3 separate regions of the Mus musculus genome follow, and all the other regions are linked to region 3. A link is a contact called in public ChIA-PET and promoter capture Hi-C data. All regions are on one chromosome and are shown on one strand. The core of a region is the stretch at or near the end of the contact, and the rest is flanking DNA. Distances in the headings are between cores, read along the strand shown. Region 1 holds the start of Pmpcb (peptidase (mitochondrial processing) beta). Region 2 holds the start of Napepld (N-acyl phosphatidylethanolamine phospholipase D). Region 3 holds the start of Gsap (gamma-secretase activating protein).

Region 1 (4,597 bases), core at 1,529-4,028, 550 kb after region 3:
GTTACAAACGCGAGGTGATGGGGGGGGGGTTACAGCAAAGCCCAAGGAAACCCACAGCTTGAAAAACTAAAAATGAACAAATTCCTTGATGTTTGTGACCTGCCAAAATTAGAAGCTGGGGTTTGGGGGGGAGGTGGCAGGGGAGGGGGGAGGTGGTGGGGGAGGGCGTTTCTAAACAATTTAAGCACATCCACAATGAGCAAGGTCATGGCAGTCATAGCCTTTAGCAAAGGCAAGCTCATCCTACATAGATTTTCTGCTGCATTCTACCAGCTTCTTACAAGAGAGGGAAAGTCCTTGTGCCTTACACTAGTCAATAAAACAGAGAACGAGAAGGAACACTGTTAGACGCCCTACAGGAGCATTCTCCTGAGGCCAAACTGGCTAAGGACAAAACAACAACAAAAATGAGAGAAAAAAATCCTCAGATACATAGATATAAAGTTTCCAAGAGGATCATGGCAAATTCACCAACAGGCTAAACCATGGGGTACCATGACTAAACTGGTGTCATCCCATGGATACAAGGATGGCTTAAATCAGTAAACATATACCTTGTAAAGGCAATATGATGGAAACCACACAACCTTGTCAGTAGATGCAGAAATTCCTTCACGATCCTCCTAGGAACAGAAGGCGCATACTCCAACATAATAAAGACTATAATACAGTCAGTAAGCCTAGAGCTAACATTATACTAAACAGAGAAAAACTGAAAGCATTTCCCTTAAAATCAGAAACGGGGGGCAGGGCCATGGCTCCGTAGTGAACATATTTACTGTACAAATGGAGGGTGGGCAGGGAATCCTCAGAGCAAACCGGCTGGAGAGACGAGCCGTATCAGTGAGCTCAGGTTGAGTGAGAGATTCTGACTCCATGAACAAGGTAGGAGAGTGGTCAAGGATAACTCCCAGCGTTAGCTTGGGACCTTCTCATGTAACGTGCGCGCGCGCGCGCGCGCGTGCACACACACACCACACACACACACCAAACACACGCATTCACGGGTGGTCCTTCCCACCAAAAATATGCACGACACATACATTCAAAAATGGAAAAAGATTTTAAAAGTACAAATGACCAACAAATATTTGAACAAAAAAATGCTCACGACCCACGGCTTTCAGAGAAATGCAAATTCAAACTATGTTGAGATTCCATTTTTTCTAGTTTTTGTTTTGTTTTGTTTTTACTGTCACTGTGATAAAATAACCTGCAGTTCCAGAGGGCTTCCATCCATCCGTGATGGGGAAGGCAGGGCGACAGGAACAGGCGCTATCAAGCTGCATCACAGCTCAGAAACAGGGAGATCGGGAAGTGGGACCAGGCTATGAAACCTCCAGAGTCTGTGCCCAATGCCTTCTACTGTAAGGCTCTACTGCCTAAAGGTTCCACAACCTTCGCAAACAGCGCCGCCAGCTGGAGGGCAGTTGTCTAAACTTCTACACTTAGAATGGCTATCGATAAAATAGCAAGAAGTCAGAGTGGAAAGTCAGAGGCAGGAACCAAAGGTGACATGGAGTTCCTGGTTTGGACGTTTGACTGGTTGTCACCATTACAGCTACAAACTGACAATGAGGCGCCCAAGGGATTTTCCTGTCTTTTTGGCTTTTCGAGACAGGGTTTCTCTGTGTAGCCCTGGCTGTCCTGGAACTCACTTTGTAGACCAGGCTGGCCTTGAACTCTGAAATCCGCCTGCCTCTGCCTCCCGAGTGCTGGGATTAAAGGCGTGCGCCACCACGCCCGGCCCGGATTTTCCTGTCTTGTTGTTAAATGGTGAATAGTTAAAAGAGGAGGCTGGGTGGGAAAAGGATACCTGAACGATAATGTAAATTAGGTATTAGGCAACAAGGGGTCAAGTTAGACAGAACTCCAACTTCTAAAGTTACAGCGCACACTCTTTAGTGTTAAACAGCCTGTTAGGCAGCCAATACCTCAGTTCCCACTGTAAAATTAGCAAAGTAATAGTCGCTTCCTCACAGAAAAGAGCTTGCTAGGGGCTTGCAGGCAGCTCAGCGGGTAAAGTCACTTGCAGTGCAAGCCTGTCCACCTGAGTTCCACCCCCAGAATTCATGCAAAGGTAGAAGGGGCAACTGATTGCATAAAGTTGTCTTCTGACCTCCACAAGCTTGGAGTGGCATGCACCCACCCCCTCCCCATAATAAGTTAAATAAAAAGCTTTAATTTTAAAAAGTGCTTGCTATTTTCGTTAAGCCTCAAACCCTGGGACAATTGGCTAAAGTGGCTATTTGACAAATTTTAGTTTCATTAGAGTGTATGTGGATAAAGAGGCACCCAGGAACGGGTAAGAGCAGTTTGTTTTGGCAGAGCCCTAAGACGTGGAAGTAAATAACATTAAATCATGGTAACAGAATGTAAGATTATGTTTGTAAAGCGTCTGTCTTTTAGTAGCAATCTCGGCAAAGGTATTCCTATGGAATAGAATAAGCAACGCTATAAACATTAGAACAACGAAGACCAACATGATAGATCCTTCAATGTGTCTGTCCCTCCCGCACTGGATCTCTCTGATTAACTCCAACCGCCTGGGGATACATGTTCCGTTCACTTTGTCCCTTGTGTGTCTTGCACATCATTTCTACAGACCTGATTATTTGGAGCGAACTGGGGAGGGAGTCAAAGGGTGAAGGGATTGAGGGTTCTAAGCCCAGACACAGAATCAAAGGAATTTCAGAGACTGCAATTCCTGCTGCCGCCACAGGGTGGAGCCAGCCTCTAGTTCTGGGGCCTGGAGTCATGACCCGGAAGTACATCTCCACTTTCTCCACCGCAGAGATGGCGGCGGCCGCTCTATCCCGGACGCTGTTGCCAGAGGCCCGGCGGCGCCTGTGGGGATTTACACGAAGGCTTCCGCTTCGCCGCGCCGCTGCTCAGGTGAGTCTCGCTCCGCCGTGCCCCGGCGGCTCCCGGTGTGCTTTGGGCCGGGCCTCCGGATCCGCTATCCCGGGGCGCTGCGGCCGGGCGCAGAGGGGGCGGGGCGGCTGCTCCCCCTCCACGCCACCCGCGGGAGGTAAGAAAAGGAGCCGTGGACCCCCAAACCAGACAGCGCCATCCTCAGCCCATGGACACCCAAACCAGACAGCGTCAACCTCAGTTCATCCGAGTTTTATCCCAGCGTTTTCCTTATTTGAGAGTTGTCTTGCTCCAAAGGGATCTCTCTCTCTCTCTGTGTGTGTGTGTGTCTGTCTGTCTGTCTGTTAGTTTGCTATTACCAATGTTATTGTATGTCGGGCTGTTCTCTCTCGAGAAAAGGAAACTAGGACAAGCGCTTTATGAATTTGAAGTTGGGTTTGCTTTTGGTTTTGATATTTTGAGACATCGTTGTTACACAGGGTTTCTCTGTGTAACATCTCTGGCTGTCCTGGATCTTGCCCTGTAGATCGGGCTGGCCTCAGATCCGCCTGCCCCTACACAGTAGGGCACAGTCAGGTCATGGTGTATTATTTGATCAGGGAGCAGAAAGCCTTTGGGTCACAGAAGCAGGACAGTGCGGGCTCGTACACATTTCTTAAGTACCTGTGGCTGTGGCTGTGAAGAAACCACGACCATGGCAACTCTTATAAAGGAAGACACATTAGCTGGGGCTGCTTACAGTTCAGAGGTTTCGTCCATCATCATCAGAGCAGGAAGCATGGCAGAGTGCTGGCAGACGTGGTGGAGAAGGAGCCAAGAGTTCTACATCTGGGTTGGCAAGAGATAGACACAGACAGACAGACAGACAGATAATGGACCTGGCTTGAGCATTTTAAACCCTATAACCCACCCCAGTGGCACACTTCCTCCAACCTTCTAGTAGTCTCTCTCTCTGATGACTAAGTGTTCAAATCTGTGAGCCTCTGTGGTCCATTCCTATTCAAACCACCACTGTGTCTGGCGGTTAGGTCAGTCTCAGGTTTTTGGGTCAGGGTTTAGGAAATACGTTTTTCTCATTTCAATATGAAAACATGAAAAAGCTGCTGAAGCGTCTGTAGTCAAACCAGTTGGCCCGAGAGCCTCTGAAGCATCTGTCCTGTTTCTGTCTGTCCTTTGTGAACAGGAGCATCCCGTCTGTCTCACTTCTACACAGTCAGTTTTGTATTGTTATTTCAGTTTCTTGACTTTTTGTCCTTAGTGAATATGAAGCATCTGTAGGAGAGGTAGCTGAATCAGGGTGCTTGTTGAAGGGTAATGTGCTAACTGCTCCCGTTCTTGGAGAGAAAGGCATGTTCTCTCAAGTGTTGCCTGTTTGACAGAGCGGTTGGTTAAGGAACATTTCCTAGGCTACTGCTAGAGCCCAGTGGAACCAGAACTGGGACCTCATTCTCCGCGCTTTCTGCCAATGACACACACACACAGACACACATAGCAGATTACATCCACCCCGGGCTAGGAAAGTGGTTTTGGAATGAGTCTGTTTGAGGTTGTTTTGTTTGACACTGAACACCAGGACAGTAATGTTTTCTCTCTTTCCCTCCTCCTCCCGTCAGCCGTTGTACTTTGGAGGGGACCGACTAAGAAGCACACAGGCTGCCCCACAGGTTGTGCTGAATGTCCCCGAGACACAAGTGACATGTTTGGAAAATGGACTCAGAGTAGC
Region 2 (4,619 bases), core at 1,626-4,125, 520 kb after region 3:
AGTTCCAGGACAGCCAGGGCTATACAGAGAAACCCTGTCTTGAAAAACCGAAAAACAAAACAAAACAAAAAAAGTGTAAGTTATAATACATCATTTAAGGTTAGTTGGCAGTAGAATGAGTATAACTATGTATGGACTGCTCCTGGAGCTAGCCAAGAACATACATAGCATGGTGTAAAAGTCAATTAGTTAAATAAAAACAGAATAAATGGTTACTAGGTTCAAAAGATGGGTCAAGTAAAGCAGTAAGTTATAGACATGTAGAATTCTTCAGGAATGTAGTCGTTAGAACGACGATTGCGGGCTGGTGAGATAGCTCGGCGGGTAAGAGCACTGACTGCTCTTCCGAAGGTCCTGAGTTCAAATCCCAGCAACCACATTGTGGCTCACAACCATCCGTAATGAGATCTGACGCCTTCTTCTGGTGTGTCTGAAGACAGCTACAGTGTACTTACATACAATAATAAATAAAATCTTTGGGCTGAAGTAGGCGGAGGTCCTGAGTTCAATTCCCAACAACCACATGATGGCTCACAGCCATCTGTACAGCATACAATGTATGCATATACATAAAATAAATAAATAATAAATCTTTAAAAAAAAAAAGACGATTGCTTCAACCTTGCAGTGGAAATCACTGGAACTGATTTTCATGCCAATGTTATACATGCCTAATAGTACTTCAATTAAACCACTTTTACTTGTATTTATTTTAATCTATAGTACCTACATAGACAGGGCGCTCCATGCAGCCACATTCTTACTCATATAGAATGAAAAGGAATGGGAGACCCCACTCTAGCTACAGCTATGCACCACTAAGAGAAACACACGCATACATGCACACACAAATACACATACGCACTCGTGCACACAGAAAACAAACTAAAGTGAAAATATAAACTAAATTTCCACAAAAATCCCTTTGGCTTTCTAAATACCTAAAAGAATATAAGACTTCTTTCAAACAAATAGGTAGGAGTGACTCAAAGAACTAAAGTATAACCAAAACCTTTTCCAATAAAACATCCCTGACCTTATGACAGAACCCTTACGTTAAAATGTCTTTAAACAGTCCCACTGAACAAACATTAGAAAACAGTTTTGCATAGGAGGCAACAAAATGAACCAGCCAGTACCCCTAGACCTCCCAGGGACTAAACCACCAACCAAAGAGATCAAATGGAGGGACCCATGACTCCAGCCACATATGCAGCAGAGGATGGCCTAGTTGGTCATCAATGGGAAGAGAGACTCTTGGTCCTGTGAAGGTTCTATGCTCCAGTGTAGGGGAATGTCAGGGCCAGGAAGCGGGAGTGGGTGGGTTGGGGAGCACGGGGAGGAGGGAGGAGATAGGGGGTTTTTGGAGGGGAAACCTGGAAAGGGGATAACATTTGAAATGTAAATAAATATCTAATAAAAATAAAAAATAAAAAATCATCAGTTTTGGAATCAGAATCTGTCTGATCGAGTTTGGAATTGTGGGTGGAAAAGGAAACATGATAAATACACTAGAGATGTTTGTCTCTTGGACACTTGCTATATAATTCGTGAAGGGATGAAGCCTGTAAAAATATTAACAAAATAAAATCTTTGAAAATTATGACTGTATTTCCAATTGACTTACACCCATTTCAAACCCTCGATTCCTCTTAGATTCTGATTTTAAATGCACATTTTTGCCCTAAATCTTTAACAGAGCTAACATTTCCTTACAACAAAAATCAAACTATTTTTTTTAATTAGACTGTTGTAAGATACAAGTAATCACCCTTTTAAAGATTATGTAACTTCTTTCTAAATCATGTTGTTACCACTAACTTCTACCCAATGTGACAAAACAGAACTGTTATACGTCCATCTGTTAATAAAGATGAAAATTATTTCTTAATTTAAGAGAAGTGTGTTGCAAAAGTGGCTTTCTGACTTCATGCTAAGCCAAAACCACCCATGCAAGTCACAGCATAACAACGTATAAACAGCCTACAGTAAGGGCAAAGCAAGAATCCCAGACTTTTTTTTTTTTATGTTGTTGACTTTTCTCAATCCCTTAATGTTTTCTGGGTCTGACTGTTAGTACACATTATCCAGGTTCCACTGGAGACCTTGAACGCATATTCACAACAACCGGGTTCATACCGCGCTCCTTGGGAAGAGGAGTCCATATGAACCGCCATCAAGAATAGCCGATCTAATGAGCAAACACAGTACAAAAGAAAGAAAAGGAAAAAGAAAAGAAAGAAAAAGGTCTATTGCCATCCTTCTCTAATCCCGCCTCGTACTTTTATTCATTCTGTGGTTAAATAAGTTACTCTTACTTTAAGAAAAACGGCAATAATGCTTTGGGGATGGATTTTTTTAGGACATAAATACTACACCGAAGCTGAAATAAGTTGCTCTGAGCAAGTTGTGGACCCCATTCATTTACATACAACCAAATGAAGATACACCCACTTGTATTCCTATCGTGGAGCTGTAACCAGGGAGTCTGCAGCAGGAAGGGTAGATCTTAAATCCCAAATACAGCTACTTCCCTCTGGGCGCCTAAAAACGCGGTGGCTCTTCACGTAAGCGGATCCAGAGATGCAAGCTCCGCAACTCCAGAGGTGCGGTAATTCAAAAGAAGCCTGCCACTCACAAGTGCATCTCCAGGAGGAGGCAGGGCTTGGGTGCTAGAAACCTACTCGAAACCCGCTGCACTTCACCGAGGTATCCGAACAGCCCCAGAAAGGCTGTTCCACGCAGATATCGAGACTAAGGAGCAAACCAACGAAAAGGAACCGCGGTCGCCGAACCGCCTCCCGCGAAGATCCAGGCTAACAGCAGGGAGGCTCACCCGCAGGCGCTCAGGTTCCCGGGAAGGCGGCGCGCTGTATGTGGGCGGGGCCATGCCGGTGGGCGGCGCTGGAAGGCGGGGGGCGGAGTTGGTTAGAGGGCGGGATGAAGCGAGGCTGCTGGACGGAGCGGAAGCTCGAGGGGCGGAGCCATCTTGCGAGGGTGGAGCGAAGGGGCGGGCTCACCTTGCGCGGAGCGCAGGCAGGCGCGCGCTGCGTCGCGTCTCCTCGCCTGAGGGCCTCGGCTCTGCGGGCCCAGCCGCTCTACGCCCTCCTCCCGCGTCTCTCCTCCCTCGGCCCGGCCACCCCAGCTCCGCTGAGGACACCAACAGCTGCACGCAGCGCCTCAGCACGCGCCGCCTCCCCATCTTTGGTGGCGGTCGTCTCTGACCATGCGGTCCCAGGCTGCAGCCGGGTCATACCGGGAGCCACCCCCTGCCTGGCCTTTACCAAGATGGCTGCCCCGGAGGACAGAGGCGCAGAGGCCTCGAGGCCATCTTGGTAAAGTCCGCGCAGCGAGCAGAACTGATACCGCAAAGCTCTCTGACCAGTTTGGCTCCCAGCCTTCCAGGTCACGTGAGCTCATTCCTTGACAGTTGCTAAACCCAGAAGAATCTGGTTGCCCAATGTGCCTGTCGTGGCCCACTATGTACAACAGCACTGACAGTCTTGACTAAAGAGCTCGGTTACAGACACTGATTATATATAGTGAGTACTGAGTATAAATGGCTCCACTACCTTGTGTACTCAGTTACATTTTAAATTATGTCAGCCTTCGGCATATAATGTTCTAAATGTCTGGCTTTTTGAAATCTCAGGATAAGATCAAAACATAAAATTACAATTCTGAAATTCTTAACTGGTTGAAATTATTTCAAGAGATAACTTGCAAAGTCATACAGAATTCAATGGTAAATAGATAGGCTGACAGTTTAAATACTCTTGAAGGTCTTTGTGAGATATATTCATAGACCAGAACTAAATAGATTGTGTCTGAGATTGTGTTAGCAAAAAGAAAAGAAAGACCAGGCATTAGTACAGATACGCTAGGAATATGCAAACCAAACTATAATGCATTTAGAAAGTGACTATAGCTATCTAATACTGCAGGACACTATCGATGTATACTTGATTTCCTCAGGGTAGTTTGCAGTTGTAACTGATTGTTTTCCTTTTGCTAGTTTTAAGTGTAAAACTAGCAAAAGTTTAAAGTTTATTCCTGATAGCTCTTTTGCGCCTGGGTGGGGCTGAATAATTCTCGACATGCATTAGCAAATTTTAAAAAAGAAGGGAAGACACACTTCAAATTCAACCCCAAAGGACAGACTGCTATTACTGCTTCGATTCCTAGCATCCTTGCTAGGGAACTTTAAACATGTCATTTCTTGCCCTTATTCCATCAGTCACTGTGAACACATTTTATATACACAAAAAATGGGTCTGCATTGTCATGCTGTTTGGATAAATTTCTGATACAATAATGCTTAAATCATTTGACTCTTCTAAGAAGAAATATTCTGGGTTTCACAACCACAATAGCATTTTCATACAAAAGTAAAAGGTTTAGTTTGACATGCCGCCATGTTCACAGAGTAGTTACCTCAGCACAAGATATGAGTCTATGAGTCAGAAAATGAAAATGGAGTGCCTCTTAGCATGGTGGAGAGAGGAGTCCTCAGGGAGCTAGTGTTTTAGATAAGCAAGGCCAGTGTGTGTCGGGAAGGATCACAGTATGCAGTAAGGTTTGTTTTCCCAACCCAGCAAACACTACAGAAGTTTCAGAAC
Region 3 (4,390 bases), core at 1,721-4,220:
TGTTACTTGGTTCCTGTGTCCTGATGACTCTGGGATGGTCCCTTTTGTTACCTGTGCTCACAGATGTGCCAGCACTTCAGAGAAACCAGCTCCCTCCTGGAGGAATTTGGGTATCCCCTTCCCACTTCTATGCTGGAAATGGTGATTAGCTGATCTTCCCTTTTGTTACCTGTGCTCACAGATGTGCCAGCACTTCAGAGAAACCAGCTCCCTCCTGGAGGAATTTGGGTATCCCCTTCCCACTTCTATGCTGGAAATGGTGATTAGCTGATCTTGTCGAGATCTTGTGCAGCCAACCACAGCTGCAGTAAGTCATGAGAGTAGTCATGTCATGTCCAGCCATCCTCACCTCTGGCTTTTCCTCAATGGTCCTTAAGCTTTGGGGAGATAAGAAGTGATCTAGATGTCTCACTTGTAGCCGAGCACGCCACAGACTCTCATTCTCTGCACTTTGATGAGTGTGTGTTTCTGCATTAATCACCATCTACTGCACAAAGAAACTTCTCAGGTGAGGTCAGAGAGTATGGGTATAGCTTAGAAAGCTGTTTGCTACTATGCCATTTAGCAAAATAATGGTAGTAGGTTCATTTATGGGGCCCATGAGCCCCTCAACTTTGCATTCTTGGTTAGATTTACTGTACCCAACATGGATTGCCTGCCGTAGAGACAGAAAGCCATTGGATCCCTTAAAACATTTAGGCCATGATTATACCTGTGTTCAGTGCCTGAAGTATATAATTTTTATGGTTCTAATTTTATCTGATTTTAAGGTCCACCATGGTTTATTTTAAGTTTCTGAATGACCATGGTGATCCATAGCAGCTCTGTGGTACTTGGCTACAGCTTTCCCCCATCTTGGTTATTCTTTCTTGGCCTCTTCACTTTTCTTAAACTTAGTTATTTTCAGTTTCTATACAAGCAAGAGAATCTTAACTTCAGAATTCTTTCTTAGTTCAAATAGTGGAGTGGAACCTTTAAATTGAATATATCTGTTAAATAAGCTATTTCCCATAAATAACCAGCCCATCTTACTTGACAAAAACAAACCTGTAAACATAAAGACTGTAAACTATCAACAGGCTCCATTTGTTATAAAATCTTATAGTGGCTCCTCATGTCTCCAGTATCTTCCCCTGTATCCACAATCAATATTAGCATTAAATTTCTCTTAAAATTATATGCAAGTTATGGTGGTAGTGAGCAATAGAATTCTACTCCAAATTAGCTACTACCTTCCTCTGAGAGATAATCTCTAGAGGAAAATCAAGACTTCTACACTTATCAAGTGTTTTTCAAACTCAGGGGAAACACTTCTGAGCCTTGTTCAGTTCCAAGCCAGAAAACTCTGCCCTCTAAGACAGTTCCTCAGGTAACTCTGGTACCTGCAGTTGTGAAAGCCTAATTTTGAGATGTAAGAGAAAAGCATTTTATAGCCTATTAATACCACTAAGCTACTAATACTACTAATATTTATACTTTCTTCCACGGTGCCCTGTTTGGCCATTGGTGGGACAGAAGAACTATCTCAAGACTCAGATTTGGTTTTTAATCTCAAAAGTCTACCTCAGGTGAAATGAAGTCCATTAGCAATGCCACTCTTGGGTTAAGAAGGTCACTGTGGGCTGTGCTGTAGAGGTTGTGTGGAACCAGGTCTGGGAGCAACTGGAGATTGTTCTAGGTTAGTGGTTCTCAACCAGTGAGTCTCGAAAGGGGTAGGTATTCTCTTTCATGGGGGTTATCTAAGACCTTCAGAAAACACATATTTACATTATGATTCATAACAGTAGCAAAATTACAATTAGGAAGTAACAGTGAAAAACATTTTTGTTTGGTTACAACATGAGGTGTATTAAACATGAGGTGTATTAAACATGAGGTGTATTAAACATGAGGTGTATTAAACATGAGGTGTATTAAACATGAGGTGTATTAAGCATGAGGTGTATTAAACATGAGGTGTATTAAACATGAGGTGTATTAAACATGAGGTGTATTAAACGGTGGCAGCATTAGGAAGGTTCAGAACCACTGAACAGAAGGAAGGTATGAATAACCAGAATCCGTATGAATAGCCAGATTAGTTGGGAGTTCAAGTTCTAGTTACCAGGCACCAGCACTGGGTAAAGACTAGGCAGTGTTCTGCTTTGAGATATGGAGCTGGCTGAGTGTTTGTTTTTGAGATCAGGACTCATTCTCTAGCCCAAGCTGGCCATGACCTCCAAGCTAGTCTCCTAAGTGCAAAGCTGATAGGCATGAGACATTATGTCGGCTAAGGCTATTTCAGTTTTAGCAACAGTAATTACCTGCTGTTGCTGTACAGAACGGATGGCATCTCACAGGGCCAAGTTTATTGAGCACTCCTCAAGCAGAGTAAGCCAGAGTGATAGAACGAAAACACCAGGCGTACTTATAGTGGAATAGATGGACTTGGGAAGGAACCCAAGAAGAATGAACGTGCCTATAGACAAACCTCGTGGGAGGCCACTTGCGGACAAGCCAGCTTCCTCAAGCATGACTGAAAGGTAAAGAGAACCCAGACTGTGCTAAGCTAACCGTCCTTAGTGTCATTTAACAGCACCCTGTAGTTTACCCACTCCCTGCTGCTGTTTATTACCTAAACACTATAGCTGAAACATCACCCTGTGCAGCAGAGCTAAGGAGAATTGGCCCGTATGCCAGCTGCCTTTGTGTAACCTCGAGTCTCCTCAGGTGACCTGGCCCTAGCTAAGTGGCTGCGTGGGGGAATGACCTGGGACTAAAGAAAACCTGCCCTCCGCTTCGCACGGCTGTCCCCAAGTCCAGTCTGGAAGCTGCTGGCTTTGTCACCCCTTCGGGCCCTGCCACAGTTCCCTGCCAGCGCCAGCGGCAGGGGAGGCGTTGTCTCTGGGGTAGGGAGAAGTGCTCCCCGGCGTAGGCCTGGAAGGGGCGGTGCTCGGGATCCTCGGGGCTGGACCGCCCAGAACCCTGAACCGAAAGCAGCCTGGGGAGGCGGGGAGGAAGGAGAGGTGGTTGTAGGCTGAGAGGTGTAAGCCCGCCCGGAATGCCCGCCGCTGCTGCTTGGGAGCCATGGCTCTGCGGCTGGTCACTCACTTCGATGTGCTGGAGGACGTGCTCCCGAGTCTGCTCACACAGGCGGCGACAACGGACGAAGGAGACAGAGCAGGTGCTGGACGCGGGTCCTGGAGGGGGCGGCCGGGGCTGGTCACCCGAAGTCCCATAGAGGCTCTGGGTTGAGGGGGCACCGTCCCTGCGGGCACATCTTGGGGCTGCCCAAGCCTGTGCAATGAGTGGTACCCAATGTGTCACCACAGAGAGGGGAGGGTGGGGTGGAGGTGGCGTAGCGGGATGGTTCCCTCTCGCTTGCCTCCTGGGCTCAGCTAGGATCAGGACAAAGTATAGGGTGACTTAACCAGCATGAATCGTGATGGTCAAAAAAGGACCATTTAAGTATCTTAGCAATTACATTGCTTGCCCCAGCGAGGATGCTGACCATTCTTAGCGTCAATATGTTTTTAAAAAGGAGAGTTCAGTGGTTTAACCTTTTTTCTTTTCTTTTCTCTTCTTTTTGTTAATAAGACGTTTTCTGTGTATCTGTGGAACAATCTGTATCTCTGATGGCTTAGGGGGAATTTCCCATCAGATGTGAGTAGAGAGGGTAGGGTGCTCTTTCAGGCTGCACGCAGGGAACTGAGGGTTCACGGGTTCTAAAGACAAAGCAGCAGCTTGCTCAAGAGCCATCAAGCACTCCCCTAAACCCACCCCACCCCACCTCACCTCACCCCTGCACGGCAAGCAGTACCAAGGCAGGGATATTCAGCTTCCTGCCTTCCCAGGTCAGTTGGAACTTGTTTCTGATGCTTGAGGCTCTTCTGGTGAGGAAGTGGAAAATGACTTTTGTGTGTTCCCAGAATTGATTCACTTAAAAGAAGAGCATCTGTAATTTAAGATATGTTTTTCTTTTCTTTTCTTTTCTTTTCTTTTCTTTTCTTTTCTTTTCTTTTCTTTTCTTTTCTTTTCTTTTTTCTCTCCTCTCCCCTCCCCTCCCCTCCCCTCCCCTCCCCTCCCCTACAGGTGGCTGTAGGATGGAAATGGAGTCAACAACAGCTTGAGGGGGAAGAGGCCAGGTTTCATTATTGTGCCTACTCTTGGTGCTGTGTTGAACTTTGGGAGTATGGTTTCTCCTGAAACAAAATGAGAAAATATTCACAAAAAATCAAAACAGTAACATAAATACTTTAACATCTCTAAATAGTAATTTAAAAGGAAACCATGTATATATTATCCAGCTACAAAGTGAGCAGTAGCAGGACTGTTGAGGGCTTGTGTGTATGCACCTCATGATTCTTCATCTGAGTACCTCGGAGGTCTGAATATTTATAGAGCATTCTTT

Evidence for each region. Promoter capture Hi-C pulls out the DNA fragments that hold promoters and counts their contacts. ChIA-PET counts read pairs in DNA pulled down with a chosen protein or histone mark.
Region 1: a contact with region 3 is called in a promoter capture Hi-C map of liver. The contact joins the promoter of Pmpcb here to the promoter of Gsap in region 3. A contact is called at or near these places in 6 of 39 promoter capture datasets (the 3T3-L1 cell line, the C10 cell line, hippocampal neurons and 1 more) and 1 of 115 datasets of contacts at active chromatin or transcription factors (pancreatic cancer cells).
Region 2: a contact with region 3 is called in an RNA polymerase II ChIA-PET map of effector CD8 T cells, with 6 read pairs. The contact joins the promoter of Napepld here to the promoter of Gsap in region 3. A contact is called at or near these places in 3 of 39 promoter capture datasets (the 3T3-L1 cell line, hematopoietic stem and progenitor cells and liver), 2 of 115 datasets of contacts at active chromatin or transcription factors (effector CD8 T cells and pancreatic cancer cells) and 1 of 9 other capture datasets (liver).

Annotation. Positions count from the first base shown.
Region 1 is chr5:21,734,382-21,738,978 of GRCm38.p6, forward strand. It overlaps Pmpcb (peptidase (mitochondrial processing) beta), which reads left to right and starts at 2,779. Exons shown (of 13, transcript NM_028431.2): 1 at 2,779-2,895; 2 at 4,488-4,597. The coding sequence starts at 2,797. RefSeq lists an enhancer at 1-51.
Region 2 is chr5:21,698,521-21,703,139 of GRCm38.p6, forward strand. Napepld (N-acyl phosphatidylethanolamine phospholipase D) reads right to left here and starts at 2,876. Exons shown (of 5, transcript NM_178728.6): 1 at 2,685-2,876.
Region 3 is chr5:21,183,297-21,187,686 of GRCm38.p6, forward strand. It overlaps Gsap (gamma-secretase activating protein), which reads left to right and starts at 2,971. Exons shown (of 31, transcript NM_175437.3): 1 at 2,971-3,163. The coding sequence starts at 3,067.